Regions from separate parts of the Gossypium hirsutum genome. Here region 2 is linked to region 1. A link is a contact called in public Hi-C data. All regions are on one chromosome and are shown on one strand. The core of a region is the stretch at or near the end of the contact, and the rest is flanking DNA. Distances in the headings are between cores, read along the strand shown.

Evidence for each region. Hi-C and Micro-C count contacts between places; a contact is called where the count stands out from the background.
Region 2: a contact with region 1 is called in a Hi-C map of leaf, with 3 times the contacts expected there. The contact joins the promoter of LOC107897673 here to the promoter of LOC107951823 in region 1. A contact is called at or near these places in 9 of 34 Hi-C or Micro-C datasets (callus, hypocotyl, leaf and 1 more).

The regions. Positions count from the first base shown.
Region 1 is chrA11:31,397,551-31,401,456 of Gossypium_hirsutum_v2.1, reverse strand. It overlaps LOC107951823 (methionine aminopeptidase 1D, chloroplastic/mitochondrial), which reads left to right and starts at 2,570. Exons shown (of 10, transcript XM_016886967.2): 1 at 2,570-2,981; 2 at 3,685-3,754. The coding sequence starts at 2,876.
Region 2 is chrA11:31,799,923-31,803,548 of Gossypium_hirsutum_v2.1, reverse strand. It overlaps LOC107897673, which reads left to right and starts at 2,371. Exons shown (of 4, transcript XM_016823209.2): 1 at 2,371-2,526; 2 at 2,626-2,697; 3 at 3,554-3,626. The coding sequence starts at 2,686.

The sequences.
Region 1 (3,906 bases), core at 1,321-3,820:
GGCTGATCTGCAGCCCCTCGACCACCACCTAAAAACCAACCGAAACCCCTCTTAATCAATATTCAGAGAAAGAAAAAATTTAAGGCTAAACGAAAGCCAAAACTTACTGAACACGTGAACTACGCTGTACAACCAATACGAGTTGAAAACAAAATTGAAAATAAGAAAGAAAGAGAAAGGCAAATTTTGGCAAAAGGGAGGGGAAAATCAAGGGGAAAAATTTGGCAGAGTTGGGGGAAGATGAATTTAACCCCCAATCCACTACCCCCACAATATCCTTTCAACAAATGCCCACTATCAGAATTTCACCTTCCCTCAAACACTTCCACACGCCTAGTACATCCAGGAGCAAAAGGATATTACATTTATCGATTCCACTGAGATTCGAACATGAGACCTCTATCACCCCTTCACACATCTTAACCACCAGCCCAGCAAGCCCATTTTGATGTGTTTTTGCAACCAATAAATATGAGCCTATTAACTAGGGATAGGGCTTTAATTATAAAAAAAAATATACAAAATTTGCCCAAGCTAAGGCTTGAACTTAAGACTTCTCAAACACTCCCAAAACACCTAACCACTGAAGCAGATATAAAGTTGTGTCTCATATTTAATCAAAACATAAATTAAAACTTGGGGCGTTACATAACTAACTTTGTAAATATTTTACGAATCTGATTTACGAAAACGGAGACCCGAAAATACACTTTCCAATACTCGTGACTATCAGGTCATTACATAAATAGAAAATTGGAGAAGAAATGGTCTAAAAACTATTAAAATCCCATTTTGGCTATTTTAATTTTATTTTATTTCCAATTTTGCCCTTAAATCACATAATTTTATTATTTTTCTTTACTTATGCCGCCCCAGCCATCTCCTTTAGGCTAATTTACTCTTTAAGTCCTCCCTATTTACCATTTAAGCCATTTAATCACTATTTCTTTTAATTAGCAAGTTTTACACCTTTTTCAATTTTAGTCCTTTTTAATTAATTAACTATCAAAACGTTAAAATTTTCTAACGAAACTTTAATACTACCTTAGTGACACTCCATAAATATTTATAAAAATATTTATGGCTTGATTTATAGAATCGATGTCTCGATACCTCATTTTCTAAACCACTTGACCTAATAAATCCTTATAAAATACAAGTTACTAATTTAAAAATATTTCGAAAACCATATTTGACTCGTAAATACTAAATATTAAAATTTACGAGCTTACTCAATGGATTTGGTGGTCTCGAACCACTGTTTCTGACACCACTAAAAATCAGACTGTTACAACTATGTTCGTGAAAATCAGACCCGGGTTAGTTTTGACTTGGTAGTATACAAGTCGAAGGCTAGAAGTCTTCCAGTTTCTAATCACAAATTAAACTCAGTTAATTCCCTGCATAGTTCAAGATAAGCCCATGGCGGGTTTTGGCAAAGATGACGTTGTGGAAATATGAGTTAAGGTGAAGATTTGTTAAGTATGACTCCTATATCAATCAAATTTGAGAAATAATTTTCTAGTTAAACTTTGTTTATTTGTTTCAGTCAAACTCTGATTAGTCTAGATTATTTTATTATTATTTGACCTATGAATTTAGCCTATAAATAGGCTCTTATACAATTTTAAAAAATACACCTATTAGATATTAGAATTCATAACACATTTAGAGAATTTTGTGTTTACTTTTGAGGGTTCTTTGTTTTTGGGGTTTAGTTTTTATCTCCATCTTTTGTACTTTTCGTTTTTTTGTCATTATAGTAAAATAATCTTTGCCCGTGGTTTTTTATCCTCTTTGGAGGGGTTTTTCCACGTTAATATGTGATCAATTTCTCAATTTATTCCTCTATTTTTTACTTATCGATTAATCAAGTCGATCGCCAACACAACATAAATCTTGAAAGTCAACAACCAAACAAAAAGTTAACAATTATATATAATATATATTATTTATTTCGGTTAATTGGTTAATTCGATTAATTACCTGATTTTGAACTGAATTAACCGATAATCAAAATTCTAAAATACATTAGCCGACCTCTGACCAAACTAAATTTAGCCACTGACTGATTAACCGAATTAAATCGGTTTAATCGGTTAATTCAATTTTAACCGAACTATAAGCACCCCTACTAACCACTCAAGCATGGATTTGGACCCCACCAAAACTAAAATACTAAACAGGCATTACTTAAACTTCGTGAATGTATTGGGGTTTATTTAAAGTCAGAAAACAAAAATCCTAGAATAAAACTAAGTATAGATAATTTTGAAAATAATATCCCCGTTAGAGACAGACCTAGAGGGTCACCACCCCTCAACAAGAACTAAAGTTCTAGCTTATCCATTCCCTCTATTCGAGTTTCACTACTTGATATAAAACATGTAAGGCTTTGTACAAGTTTATTCTAATTTAAATGCCTCGCTCATGCAAATCTTGTCTAATTTATTATAATCTAAGTCATGTTCAATTTTTGCTTTTGTAATAATTGAATCTGCTGATGTATTATTTCGTAATGATTATCTTTTAAAAAGAATAAGAACCCTGAACCAAACTCAAATGGACATATGAATTGGATTCCTTGAATGAACAGAACCCATGTCACGGTTGGAGATTTTCCTAATCATTTTACAAGATCCATCAACCCCAGGGCAGTCGAATCAAAGCTTATCGAAAGGCCTCGTCTAGGTCCATTTTCAAAGCGATATGGGCTAAATCCCAGGCTACTCGAAGATAAATTTCCTACAAAATGAAAAGAGAAAATGGACCATGAGAGGGAAAGAAAAGTGGGTTAGCTTAGCTTATCCCAAAAGATGTTAGCACCAACACACCACAGATAACAGAGAGAGGTAGAGGACAGGAAGAAAAGAATATGGTGGGGGCTTCGTCTTTGCATCCAAGACTCCTCTCTTCTTTTGTTGGTGATCGTTTAGCTCAATCGAGACAACCACTTGCTCAGCTATTTCATTACAACCCAGGTTTTTCTTTTATTCTTTTTTGTATTCACTTTTAATTTCTGCTGGTTCAAAATTTCCATTGCAGATATAAAAAAGCTAGAATTTGATTTTTTTTAGTTGAGAATAAGCCGTATACAAAAAAAAAAAAAAACCCAAATGGAAATTAATGGTGTTTAGATGGGAAGTTGACTGCTTTGAGCTTAAAATGCTCATTTTTCTTTTGTGTGTGTGTATGTGTGTTGGGGGGGGGGCTTAAAATGCTGATTTTATGTATATATTAGTGCCAGTAAAGAAGTATTTGGATTACCGGAATTAATTTCATTAGCTAGTGATTTGGATTCTAGATTGGTGCCTCATTAATAGTGCTTAATTTGTTTTGGAGTTTTTATTCAATCTAATTGTGGAAGAGATTTTTGGGTCCAATAGAAGGTTTTTAACTATTTGGGATTGTTCCAGGGTGGCCTTTTGATATTTTTAAATTCCGTGGGAGCTGTAACTTTGAATGTTGTAAAGATATGCCATTATGCTGGAAACGTGCTTTTGCTAGAATATACTCTTCTTACCTATTGTTGAATACGAGCATATAATTGAATTTTTTGCATTTTATGAAAAAACATAGTATTATTGTACAAGAACCATGTTGTGTGATATGGTGATTGAGCTAAAGAGTATGGTTCATTATTAAAAATTTATTAACTTTTTTCCTTTTTATTTGCCTTCTCAGGTCGTAAGCATATATCAATGCAATTATCCAGAACGTTTTCTGGCTTAACCAATATTTTATTTAATAGAAGGTATGTTAGAGAACTTTCAGATTGCACATGTTAAATGCTATTTCATTCACTGTTTCAAGAGCGTCATTTTTAACCCCTTAGATTTTACATTTTAATGAATATTCTTTTGGCATGATGATGCCATATATATGGTTTTACTGTATGTTTCTGCT
Region 2 (3,626 bases), core at 1,122-3,621, 400 kb before region 1:
ATTTTTGTTGAAGTTTAAAAAGAAAAGAGTAATTACATATTGAAGAAAATTAAATAAATTAAAAGATAATATTTTCAGTGATTTAATTTTTCACATAATAATTTAATTCTTTAATTTTATAGAAAAATAGTTATTTTAACTTTACATTTAAGTTTTTTTAGATCTAAATTTTCGTTTTTTGTCAAATCACTTAGAATGAACGAAAAATTTAATTTTTTTTTAAATTTTGTTGACATTGCATACATATAGATTATCACATGGATGACACGTAAGCATTTAATTAAATTTTTAAATTTTAAAAAATTCAAAAAAAATAAAAACTATTTTTAAAAATTAAAAATGATTAATATTGTTTAAAAATTATTTAAATTTTTAAAAAATTAATTAAATGTTGACGTGTCATCTATGTGACAATCCTTGTGTATGTCACATCAATAAAGTTATTAAATGTTGACTTTTCAATCCATTTGGAGTGGTTTGACCAAAAACTACAAATTCAAAGGCAAAAAAAATAAATAAATAGAGGACTCAAAATACTTTTTTTTAATAAATTTGGAGGGCAAAAAAATTATTATGCCTTAAAATTTTTAAAACATATTTAATAATCCATAATAAAAACAAATACAAATAATAAGATTTTTCTATAAAAAAAGTGAAAAATAATATATAAATAAAGAAATGCTTATCATTTAATTTTGTTTCGACCCTTAATTTTCCGGTTTATCAAATAAAAGAAGTTAGTTGTTTGATTTAATGTTTTAAATCTCGTCAAAATTTTACCTATTAGACTAATATGAGGTGATTTTTGACGAGTAGAAATCCCCTGGCCCTAGTTCCCTGCCCCAATCCGTGCCTTCTTCTCAAAATTAGCCTCTTCTCCGTTTTTCTTTACAAGTTCTCTTTTCGCAAATCTTTTTTTTTAAAAATAATTTTAACTGAAATTATAATTAATTTTACAATTTGTACATTAGTTGTAGATGAAATAAAAATTAATAATAATAAAAAAGACTTGTAGACGCGGTTAATTTTGAGTAGGGGCACAGATGGGAGCAGAGAATAGGGCAGGGGAATTTTACTCTTTTTAAAAGAAAATTAACATAAGTATCAATGAAAAAAATGTATATGTTGAGAATAATGTTATCAATACGTATAATGTATATTTTACTATCATATTCCCACCTCTTTTATACAAACAAAATAGTGTAGTAAAACTCTAAACCATGCAAGAGACCGTTATCCGTTACAGTCATGGCAAATGGGTGACCCGTTCCTATCGATTTATTCCTAATGTGATTACTGTAGGTATTGATGGTTTTGTTGCAAAGATTGATGCTCAAATTGATATCAATTGTATGCTATGAATATTTGTTCTCTTGGAACTTTTATTGCTGATTGTAAGTTGGACCAGGTTTGACTTCAGCATATTTACATGGAGGGGAATCCCGTTGCTGACATGTTGGGGAGTAGCGTTTTGAGTAGTGGATTTAGTAAAAATTGCAACAGCGATGATCTTTTGTGTTTTTGCTCTTTCCCACCGGACTTTTTGCAGGCTGATGCCTCTGGTATGGCTATGTACCGAACAGTGCTTTAACTTTAATGATTAGAGGGAAAAAAAAAAAACAAAACAAAAACTCTAAACCAGGATAAGATTTGAGGAGGTAATTAAATCACAAGGGTACACAAAAAGAAGAGGAAAAAGGCAAAAAAGTAATCTCACATAACATGTACAAAATCTGAATAGAAGTTAAAAATGGAATTTCTTTTTATAGAAAAAATAAAAAACCTCAGATCACGTGGTCCTATTGATCAGTCGGTGTCGCCAGCTCATTCACTGCTATATTTTACTAACAAGTCGAAGCATGGTCAAGCTGAAGCCAAATGCAACTCAATCCCCCTTCCTTCAAAGTGCCGCTGCTTCTCTCTGGACCTCTCTTCATTTCTGAATCTCTTTTTTTTTTTTAATAAAACCCTACAACTTTTAGCTAAAAACATTCAATGTCCTTTTTCTTTTTTACCTTATTCCATAAATAACACTGCTGTTGCTTTCTTTGCCAGCAATGGCAACTGTTTCCACCTCCCTAACTCTGCCTACAATAACAATGGAAAACAAAATTAATTAATATTTTCACTGTCTTCATAATTAATAATCTGCATGCAATGAGCCACAAGTTTTAAAAAAGTAAAATTACTTGTTTTGGCTAAGTTTAATTGTCCCTCCAGCTAGCATATGCTATTCTTGTATGTCAAATGCAATGCAAAGAAAGAAACCCAATACCAACTTTACTAGTATTAATTGGAGTAAATAATTAACCACGATGCTTATCTTTGTGGTTCACAAATTTTTATATATATGCATGCATAGAGGTGGTGTGGCTAATGAGTGTATGATAAAACTCTAGAAAGGAAAAAGTGAAAACGGATTTAAGACTAAAAAAACTAAAGACTGTTCCTTGGAATCTTCATAGAAAGTTTTCCAAGTGTGTTTGAGAAACACGAAGCATACGGGGATTGGTCCTATAGAAGAGGGTAAAGAATGTCAAAACCTCTCATCTTTTACCTTTTTTTTTTTTAATTTCTATGAGGTATCATCATTCATATTTTTTTTATATGTATATATAAATGCAGATCAACCAGCACTGATGGATGGGATTATGATGATGATGGTCAAGCAAGTACTGCTAAAAAATGAATTCCAATGTGGTGTTCCCATCTCCATTGCCATTTTTTCATCTTAATTTGGTGCTATCCTACGTGAGCTTTGGTGTTTTTAAAGAATTCTTAGAATATTTTTCTTTTCTTTTATATATCAAAATAGTTGAACAAAATACAAATGATAGTGGCACTGTGGAGGTGGGGAAGCAGAAAAGAAGGTAAAATTTGAAGATTAAATTAAATTTTTTTTATAAGTTTTGGGAATTAATTTTTTAAAATTATAATTATCCAAATAATATATAAAATTAAAAATTAAAATTATTATTATACAAATTTTTTAACTTTCACTTCACTCAACAAAATTTTAACTATACTCAACAGAAATGAAAAAAAAAACAATTTTGAATAGTTGATTCACCTTTTGTTCATTTTTTCTACTATTTTATTATTTTATCGATTATGGTAGAGCTTTGGAGCAAAAGAAAGCTTCTTAGGATCTTCACCTTCGTGCAGTCTCCAAGAGAAAAGAAAAACAGTAAAAGATGTTTTTTAAAAATAACTAATACTTGGAGGATTTTGTATTCAAAGCTGGTCATCATTGAATGCCAATTCTGGCCAGAGAAAAACAAACATAAAAAGAGAGAGAGAGAGAGAGAGAGAGAGAGAGAGAGAGAGAGAGAGAGAGAGAGGGGCAATTAACATGTCATGACAAAAAAAGATCACATCATGGGCATAACATGCATGAATTCAAAAAAACAACCATACATCAAGCTCCCCATGCTTCCTTATATATAAATACAAACATCTACTCGGTTAGTTGTAATAGTATCAAGGGAGGGTCCCTATAGAATTTATTACGTTTTATTAATTTTTTTCCTTGTTTTCCATGTTGTTTTGAAAGCTCATGGCATGCTTAGACATGTATAATTCGGAGCACAAAGGTCATCATCATCACTGCCCCCCAATGAGTCCAA